Linked DNA regions of Mus musculus: regions 2 and 3 are each linked to region 1. Evidence: chromatin contacts called from public Hi-C and HiChIP or PLAC-seq data. All regions are on one chromosome and are shown on one strand. Each heading gives the region's core, a stretch centred on a gene start, on an enhancer-like site or on the middle of the called end of the contact. The rest is flanking DNA. Distances are from core to core; before and after follow the strand shown. Region 1 holds the start of Mtmr6 (myotubularin related protein 6). Region 2 holds the start of Atp8a2 (ATPase, aminophospholipid transporter-like, class I, type 8A, member 2). Region 3 has its middle 33 kb from the start of Amer2.

The links. Hi-C and Micro-C count contacts between places; a contact is called where the count stands out from the background. HiChIP or PLAC-seq counts read pairs in DNA pulled down with a chosen protein or histone mark.
Region 2: a contact with region 1 is called in a Hi-C map of olfactory sensory neurons, with 2.2 times the contacts expected there. The contact joins the promoter of Atp8a2 here to the promoter of Mtmr6 in region 1. A contact is called at or near these places in 1 of 484 Hi-C or Micro-C datasets (olfactory sensory neurons) and 1 of 9 other capture datasets (adipose tissue).
Region 3: an H3K27ac HiChIP or PLAC-seq map of stem cell-derived neural progenitor cells shows a contact between it and region 1, with 2.8 times the contacts expected there. The contact joins the enhancer-like site here to the promoter of Mtmr6 in region 1. A contact is called at or near these places in 7 of 39 promoter capture datasets (cranial neural crest, frontonasal cranial neural crest, hippocampal neurons and 3 more), 2 of 484 Hi-C or Micro-C datasets (cortical neurons and nephron progenitors), 12 of 115 datasets of contacts at active chromatin or transcription factors (a beta-TC-6 cell line, bone marrow-derived macrophages, embryonic basal ganglia and 8 more) and 2 of 9 other capture datasets (adipose tissue and liver).

What each region holds. Positions count from the first base shown.
Region 1 is chr14:60,263,602-60,266,684 of GRCm38.p6, forward strand. It overlaps Mtmr6 (myotubularin related protein 6), which reads left to right and starts at 1,604. Exons shown (of 14, transcript NM_144843.4): 1 at 1,604-1,760. The coding sequence starts at 1,737. Gm38641 (a long non-coding RNA gene) reads left to right here. Exons shown (of 3, transcript XR_874661.1): 3 at 70-306.
Region 2 is chr14:60,085,414-60,088,496 of GRCm38.p6, forward strand. It overlaps Atp8a2 (ATPase, aminophospholipid transporter-like, class I, type 8A, member 2), which reads right to left and starts at 1,501. Exons shown (of 36, transcript NM_015803.3): 1 at 1,169-1,501. The coding sequence starts at 1,269. It overlaps 4930563I02Rik (RIKEN cDNA 4930563I02 gene), which reads left to right and starts at 2,093. Exons shown (of 3, transcript NR_166718.1): 1 at 2,093-2,861.
Region 3 is chr14:60,408,671-60,411,753 of GRCm38.p6, forward strand. No RefSeq gene overlaps it. Among named protein-coding and RNA genes, the nearest start is that of Amer2, 33 kb to the left of the region's middle. Within about 2 kb of position 1,436, at least 47 of the 459 cell types and tissues checked have an H3K27ac peak or open chromatin away from gene starts, as enhancers often do. A contact at or near this core is called in cortical neurons, forebrain, hippocampal neurons and 4 more, where this site is marked.

The DNA.
Region 1 (3,083 bases), core at 354-2,853:
AGGTACTTACAATAGGTGTACAAATCAAACATTTGCTGATAATATTTTGCTTGTTTGTTTTTGTTACAGTCTCACTATGTGGAACAGCATGCTCTGAAATTTACAGGCAACAACTTGCCTCTGTCTCTGAAGTGCTGGGATTAAAGTCATGCCCCAGCATACAAGGTAAATTTATTTTTACAAACAATTCTTTTGTACACATACATCTTTACTACTTAATTATGAGTAGAACAGAGATAGATATGTTTTTCTGATACAGCTCAATTCAAAGATACACTAATTTGATATATACTAAGGAATAATAGGAAAATATGAAAAGTTTTGCTTTCTGTAATCAAACTGCTCTTTCTATAAGAGTAGCAATGTTTGTACAAACTGTAAAGACACCACAATTCATAACACATAGTAGATGAAATCTGATCTGAGGCAGTTACTGTCATGAACACAGCAAAGTACAGTTGTAGAGATTTGAGACCCAAAGCTTATTCCAGAAGCAAAGCCAGAGATAGGCTGCGTTTTTAATCAAGTTTTGGTCAGCTCCTGGTCCCCAGGGTTGCCATGAACAGTTTAAAAGTGTTGGTTTAATTGAAAGGTCTTTTGCAGGAGGCAGCCAGAGAAGCAAGGAGAGAGCACACCAGCTACCCGTTAGGAAGGCAAACTGCCCATCCCAGCCATTTTTGTTTATTTACAAAAGACAAAGATCAGAAAAGTTTCTAATAAGAATTTAACAGATGGGCTGTTGAAATGGCTTAGTGTGTAACAGCACTGACCACTCTTCCAAAGGACTTGAGTTCAAATCCCAGCAACCACATGGTGGCTCACAACCATCCATAATGAGATCTGATGTCTTCTTCTGATGTGTCTGAAGACAACTGCAGTGTACTTATTTATAACAATAATTAAATCTTTGGGCCAGAGCGAGCAGAGGTCCCTAAATTCAATTCCCAACAACCACATAAAGGCTCACAACCATCTGTACAGCTACAGTGTACTCACATACAAAAAAAAAAAAAAAAAAAAAAAACAACAAAAAAAAAAAACTTAAACAAAAAGAACTTAACAGATAAGCCATCTTTCCAACCCTGAGCAATATCTTTCAAATTAAAAAAAGACATTCATGTAGCATCTTAAATTAAAGTGCAGCCTTATCTATAAGCCTGTAAGAGTAATATCCTGCCCCTTGGTAACAAAGACCATACAAAATGTACTCAAACTTAATACTGATAATCATAATAGAATTTAATAGTTCATTACAGGAGCCCAGTGCTCCATGAGTTTCTAAATGTAATTTAACCTGGAATTTAGAGGTATCCAGTCTCGCACTCACTGGAAAATTCCTTTTGGTCAGGAAAAGGAATATCTTTAAACCTAGAAAAAGCTTCTAGTCCCTCTTGCTGATCCTTGTCTAGCTGAACATGTGGGTTAGCTTGGTTGGCCGGGGCAATACCAGTCCTCCATCAGAGAGGGCGCTGTACAACAGGCCATGCATGTGGCCCAGCTAGCATACGCTCTCTATGGGCGACACTCAGCCGGCTGTCAGGATCCCCTCTGAAGCTAAGATTTGCGGAAGTGTTTCTAGGCGACAGAGCTCTCAGATGACGCCTGCGCAGTGCCACCGGCGGCGGGGGTGGCTGACGCTGCCGGGTTGAGGGAGTTCCTGCGGGTGGCTGTCACCGCCCCGTTTCTCTCCCGATGGTGCTCTCCTGAGGCCAGCTGCCTGCGGGCGTCGCCCCGGGATGGAGCACATCCGGACAACCAAGGTAGTCGGCGGGAGATCCTCGCAGCTGCCGGGGTCCATTGGGCAGAGGCGGACGGGCAGTTTGGGGGTGCGGGGCCTCCGTTGAGGGCCGGCAGTTTGGGGGTGCGGAGGCCGTGTGGACAGCGCAGGCGCCTTGGCAGGAGGTGCTTGGGGAGTCGGCAAACGGTGGCCGCCCAGCGAGCTTTGCTCTTTTGGACAAGACTGGGGCTGCTTTTTACTTTGGGGGATTTCGGCCGATCGCCGCCTGGCTCGCCCCCAGGCTGGTGGGTCCAGTTATCCATCAGTGCTGTGCTGTTCTTGAACCAGTCTTGCTCTGGTTTAAGTGCCCCGCCCGCTCTTTTCCGCGGTGCAAATATTAGCGCATCCGAGGCCACTCACTTTTCTAGTTCTCCAGACACTTAGAGTTGATACTTCTGTGCTTCCAACTTTAGGCATTGTCTTAAGTGTAGGGAGCCAACTTGACAGCAGTTATGCAGAAGGGGAAAGAAAGGCTGTGTCATATTGTAAAAGGTCCATGGAACTTTCCTATAACTGAGCTTGTTTGTCAAGTCCGTGCTTAATTTTTCTGTGTGAGAAGAATTCAGAGAATGGCCAAACTTCAGCCTCAGAAAGGGCCAAAACAGAAATGGAGATCAAAGGGCGTGAATGACCTTTTAAGATGAGGAAAAACACCTCTCTGGGCTTTGCCAGAGCCTTAACTGTCACTTACTGTCTGTCCTAAAGGTCTTAAAGTTACAGGTCATTTGGGAATAAACTGCATTTTTTTCTTCATTATTCTTTAAAACGCTTCACAGTCCTTGATGTTATGGATAACATAACATGAATTTTTGTTAGGATTTATTTTGGAGTTTGCCTATACTATTTGTAGGAAATGTGGAGGTGCTCCTCTTCCAAAATTTTGGTTTTTTTGAGACAAGGTTTCTCTGTGTAGCTCTGGCTGTCCTGGAACTTGCACTGTAGACTAGGCTGGCCTTGAATTTACAGAGAGCTATCCTCCTTTGATTCCAAGTGCAGGGATTAAAGGTGTGCACCACCACTGCTTGGCAGATTTTATTTATTTATTTAAAGAGAAGGAACGTTTAAGTTGCTGACATTTAAAATTTGAAAATGGGAGGATGATTCGATGTACAGCAGAGGGTGCTAAGGCAGGGAAGAGAATGAGAGTGAGCATGGGAGCCCTTCTTGTCCCTGTCACAGGGCCCTAACAGCTGTCGGCTCAGAAACTGCCTTCTACTCTGAACCTCATTGCTTGTTTGCTGCTGAGAATCTCTCTCTCTCTCTCTCTCTCTCTCTCTCTCACACACACACACACACACACACACAC
Region 2 (3,083 bases), core at 251-2,750, 180 kb before region 1:
ATTCTAACATTTACTTTTTAAATTTAAAATGTGTTCAAAAGTCGTTCTTGAAACACAAAATAAAGTCACACAAATCTAACACTCCCTTAATAAAGGTACCATCTATATACATACATACATACATATGTGCACATATACATTGTTATTCTCTCCCAAATCCTATCAAGCTATAGAAATGACCAACCAGACCTTGCTGCCAGTGTGGCATTACCAAGGTACTGTAATAGTTAAATATCTAACCACAAAGTTTTAGCCGAAGCAAAAAACAAACATACAAACAAACAAACAACCTGGAAATCCAGACCTGAGTAGGATGTTCTAAGCAGCACACTAAACTATCCTCAGAAATCACTCACAGACATGAAGTTGGTCAAAGCTCAAAAGTTTAATGGTGGCTCAAAGTGTGCTAACACTGAGCTAAGAAACAAGCTTTGCACAGCAGCAAGAATTTGCTTGCTAGTCAGATAAGTGGGTTTGATTTCTAGCTTTCCCATTTAGTAGCTATTAATATATGAGCGTAGTACAAGATTTCACATCTCTCCACTCCAGTTTCCTGATCTGGAGGCAATGATTTGCTCCATGAGACACTGGAGATGCGCAGCTAAGGCGCCTAACACAGTGGCCAGCTGACAGAAAGCAGACACAAAAATGCTACCCTCCATTCATATTTCTGCTGACTCTGGGCAAGACTTCCTAGCAAATGAGAAGACCCTTAGCAAATGCAGTGGATCACTGGGAAATAAATGTGAGTCCCTGTAGCCTGTGAGACTCACATTCATTCCCTTATAAAGCACTTCCCCACAGATGTTCTGCAAACTACTCAAGAGAGCTGTGACAAAGAGAACCATCATTGAGGTTTCAGGGAGACTATGGAGATTCTTGGAAGGCAGTAAGGGGTGAGAGGACACCTTCACTTTTATCGGTGGCATTAGAAGAACTTCCATAAGGCCCACAGATTGGCTGGGCACAGCTCTGCATAGGAGAAGGCAGCATCTGTGTTCACATGGCCCACTGGGCGCTGGGTGTGGACCTCTGGGCTCAAAGTGGGTGCAGGAGGCAGAGATGCAAAGTGCTGGGGAAAGCAAGTGAACTGAGGGCCGCCCGGGTGATGGAAAAGCCATCCCGTGAATGTGAGCATTGAGCTTCACCCGGCTGCCTGTTCTCCTACCTGATCCGGTTGTCGCAGAATTTGTTGAGATGAGATTGGTTGAGGTAAATTATGCGGGCCGGTGCCTCTAGCTGGTCTCCAACAGACGTGGCCCGGGACATCTCATCCTCTGCCTTCTTGTAGCCCGCAGAAGAACGAACGGGTCCTGCAGAATCGAGGCGCGGGGAAAACAAAACACAAAGAAATCAGCCTCCAGGCCCGAGGCTGCGAGCAGGCTGCAAGCGGGGACCAGCCGCGAAGGATGCTCTGGAGAGACTGGGGCCGCCTATGCACCTAGCCTGCCCCTGGAGACTAGACCGTAGCCACAGCCGCCGCCGCAGCGGCAGGCCCCGCCCCACTCAGCCCCGCCCTGAACCTGTGAGGCCCCACCCCTTTGGGACTCGAGACGCCCCACCCCGACCTGTAAATAGGCTCCACCTCCTGGGCCCCGCCCCGCCGTGGACCTGTGAGGCCCCGCCCCTCCCCCCCCACCCCCCCTCCCCAAGCCTCATCCCAACCTGGATTCGTGGCGAAGGTTCCCAGGCTTCTCTAGCTCTGGATTTACCAGAGACCTCACGCTGCCCTGGACCTTCAGGAGGCCGGGTGGACCCAAGGTAACCCCATCTTGCCCGACCCCAGTGCTCCTGGGAGTCTGGCAGCCCAGAGCGAGATGGGGATGGAGCTGGCTGCACGGGTAGCTTGTGGTACCCGCGCTTGCCAGGTTGGCCCAGGGGCAATGGCAGGAGGGCTGCTTTAGTCTGCCTGAGATTGGAGAGGAGGCTAAGGGAGTCAGTAGCAAAGCCAGAAGACCTCCACTTAGCCGAGGCCACGCCTTGTCCTTGCACTCGGAACCTGGTTTTTCTAGAATCCTTTGACAATGTTTAGTCACAATGAGACAAACAACCCTAGCGAGATACCACAAGTGAAGTCATCACTGCTGAAAGTACTTCCACTGTGAAATCAGTCCCGCACCAGGTGGACAGAGCTTGTCTCCCACTGCGATCCTGCACGAGCTCTTCTGCTGGTGTCCATAAATAAGCCAGATCACCTCAAAAGAGCAACTTCATCTCCAGCTCTGGTCCAGCATGTGAGCTCCCAGTTCCTTCTTAAGTAGTTCCTGTGGCTCCTACACAAGCTTCCCTGCCTCCCAGTTCTATAAAACTGACAGCAAGCTTTATTTAGAAGCCTTTGAGCGGGCTTAACTCCCCAGCAGTTTTCTTAGGTGTATGCAGAAGTATATACTACACTGTGTGCTCACGTGTGTACACACACACACACACACAGAGAGAGAGAGAGAGAAGCTCAACCCAGCATCCCCTCTGGGAAAAGGCAGCCCACCTTGAGAAGTAACCTTTAGGGAGAATCAAAGCTCTGCAAGTGGAACCTTGTTTTCCTTAACTATTCATCCAACTAACGCTTCATCTTCTCTATCAAAAAGGTGTATACTACACACCATTTGCAAAACTTGAATCTTACGGGAGTCAACTCCCATTTGCTAGCTACAGATATATCTGTTTGCTGACATGAAGAAAATCTGGAAAACTACACTTGTGTTTCAATCATCTTAACTTGACTACAAGGATTGTAATCCCCAGCAGGAGAAAGCAGAATCTGAGAGGCGAACTGAGTATCTCAAGTGGACATACTATGCAGACCAGTGAAGAAGTAGTAAGCCTGGAGTCGGCCAGCATCCAGACCACACACCGGGGCCATGGTAACAAGCCAGATACAGTCCTTTTCTCTCCTCCTTCTTTTTTTTTAATACCTTTTATTAGGTATTTTCCTCATTTGCATTTCCAATGCTATCCCAAAAGTCCCCCATACCTTCCCACCCACTCCCCTACCCACCCACTCCCACTTTTTGGCCCTGGTGTTCCCCTGTACTGGGGCATATAAAGTTTGCAAGTCCAATGGGCCTCTCTTTCCAGTGATGGCT
Region 3 (3,083 bases), core at 186-2,685, 140 kb after region 1:
AGTGAGACCTTGTCTCAAGGTGATGGTGATGATGATGGTGGTGGTGGTGGTGGTGGTGGTGGTGGTGATGGTGATAGTGATGATGGTTTCTCATAGAAACCCAGGACCACAGCGCAGGGGTGGCATCACCCACAGTGATCAGGGCCTTTCATTAATTAAGAAAATGCCCTACCCCTGGTTATTTTGGAGGCATTTTCCTAGTTGAGGTCTCCTCCTCTCAGCTGACTTTAGCTGTGTCAAGTTGACATAAACCTTCCAGCACAGAGATGCTCACAGAGGTTTGTGTTGCAGAGGGGAGGTTTCTCGCCAGAGTGTGCTCACATGAGGGTGACTTACAAACGAGGTTGTGAATTCAGGGATCTGTTGAGTTTGGACAAGATCTTATGATATAGCAGGAAGTGCCAGAAGGCGCTAATACTCCTGCCGTAGAGCTGAGAATCGGCAGGGGCGATTCCCTCACACCCAGACATTTCCCAGAGATGGCTTCTCTGTTTTCCCGTTCCCAAAGTTGGGAAATAATCCAGAGCAGCTGAAATCAAAATCTGTATGCCTGGAACAAGTTTCCCTTCCTCAAAACTAGTTTCTTAGGTGGGCGTGGTGGCGCACACCTTTAGTCCCAGCACTGAGAGGCAGAGGCAGGCAGATTCCTGAGTTCAAGGACAGCCTGGTCTACAGAGTGAGTTCCAGGACAGCCAGGGCTACACAGAGAAACCCTAAACTCTGTCTCCAAAGCCCACCAAACAATCATACCAAAACAACAACAAACCTAGTTAGTTCCTTTCCCTTCCCCCTCCCCATCTTCCCAACACCCCTATTCTTCCCAGTCCCCTCCCCCTCCCCATTCCCTTCCTTTCCTCTTGCTTCTTTTCTAATGTTTACTTTTTGTGTGGATCCATTCCCCCACCCCCACCCCCGTGTGGTTGGGATCAAATCTGTGGCCAGGCAATCATTCCAAGCCTGAGGCATTTTTGGTCTGTTTCCTAAAGTTCTTTATCCTACCTTGTTTCCAAGGAACCACATTGGACTTTAGCAATACTTCATTCAGCATGATGGGCAATCGTTTACCAAGAATGTTTGCAAAGCTGACTGTGCATTGACTGTGCACTTGGCAAAGCAGAACTTGCTCATAAAAACACTAATCAGGCAGGCAGATGTCGGGTCTACCAGGTTCCTTATCACAAGCCTGTGGGGGAGGGGTAGAGGAGGGGGAACGGAGTAGCGCAGGGGTGGGAGGTGGGGGGGTGGGTTCAGGGAGTGGAGCCTGTGTTCCTGTCTTGCCTCTGGAAGATGCACTCTGCTTTGATGCCCTGAGGGTAGCATTGTGTAAGCTCAGCCCCCAGCAGCTGACAATTTTCACGAATTGTTTACAGTGCTCTGATTTTTACACTCCCTTAAAGGATCTGTGTGCATGCTGATTGCGGAAGGTAATATTTCCAGCATCAGTAACCATGGTAATGAATCATCCTTCTCAGAATGAGTGCCAGCTGCAGGAGTGTCTAGCTAGTAGCACCCCGGTGTTCTGCTAATGAGTGGTTTCATTAGCTATAGAAGGAAGGGCATTTCCACTTCTTCACATCTTTGCATGTTCTGCTAAAGGCTCCTCCTTGGGAGCAACATTTGAAAAAAAAAATAATCTCATTTGGCAAAACCTCAATCCCCAAAGGAAAGCATTCCTCAGTCCAGAAAGTGGAGCGTGTAGGAGCACCTTTGATGCTTGTGCTGGCTGGCCCACGCACCCACGCATCCATGCATCCTTATTGCCGCTTTCCTTTCTCTGTAGAAAACACTCCATCAGCATTCCTCTTTGACGGTATTGGAGTTTAAATATTTTAAAGACTTATGCTGTGAATAATTTAAGATAAATAAAGCAAGCCTCTAAACTCCCTTTGAATTATGTAACGGGAGCTTTGAAGTGTGTTAGCACTCTGTCTTACCAGATTTGAATTTTTTTTCTTCCTCCCGTGAAGAGTGAAGTGGGAACGAAAGTCACTGTTGTCCTTTATCTGATGAGGAGTCGAGTTACTGAGCATCTGAGCATCACAGAGATAGGAGCCTGACATAACGGACACTACTCCATCTGTGCGGGAGAAGACCCCACGCCACTCCTGCCAGGACCACGGGGAGGAAGGAAACTCGACATCCAGAGCCATGATGGGCATCGTCACATAGATGTGCCCATAGGAAGGCTGAAGGAAGGTGCTTTCTCTGCCACCATGCACTGTGTGTTCATTTCCTTTAACCTTCCGAGGACTGTGATATAGGCATTGTTTCCATCCCACAGGTGAGAAGACTGAGGCCCAGAGGTTATGGAACAGTTCTGGGTTGTAAATGGCAGAGGCAGATGGCCTACCTGGAGGATCTAAGCAGAGCCTTCCTTGTAACCCCTCATGCCATCATGGAAGAAAGCTCAAGGGAGGGCAAAGGGTTTTTTTGTTTGTTTGGTTGGTTGGTTGGTTGGTTTGTTTTGTTTTTTTAAGTTATTACATTTTCTTCTTCTATTTAAATTTGCTTTAATTGTTTTTGTTTGTTTGTTTGTTTGTTTTGTTTTTGGGCCAGGCTGGGTGGTTGTAGGTTTATGGGTACGTCTGTACCATGCCGTACAAGTAGAATTGAGAGAACAATGTGTAGAAATCTGTTCTCTCTTTCCAACATGTGGGTCCCTGTGATACCACCCAGGTCATGAGGCTTGACTTGGCATCGAATGCTTTAACCAGCTGAGCCATCTGCTAGCCTCAGGGCACAGTTTCCAATCTCGGCTGGGCTTCTGCCATTTGTCTCGTACACATTTCTTTCTCTTCCTGCATTTCAAATAACACCTGCTTCACAGAGAACATGGGAGGAGCACAGGAGAAGATGTACATGGGAGCCTATTGCACCTGCTTCACAGAGTAGCGGGGGGACTGCATTAGAAGATGCACCTGTGAGCTGCCTATGCAGACCAGTGAGTGTGTGGAGATGGCAGCCACAACTGTTGCTGGAGAAACAGGGGCAATAACAAAACTGCAGATCCTCTGGAAGCTTAGATTAGTGCTTATAAAGTTATCCACATTTCTCAGAATTATATTATCAGGAATGCACGCATT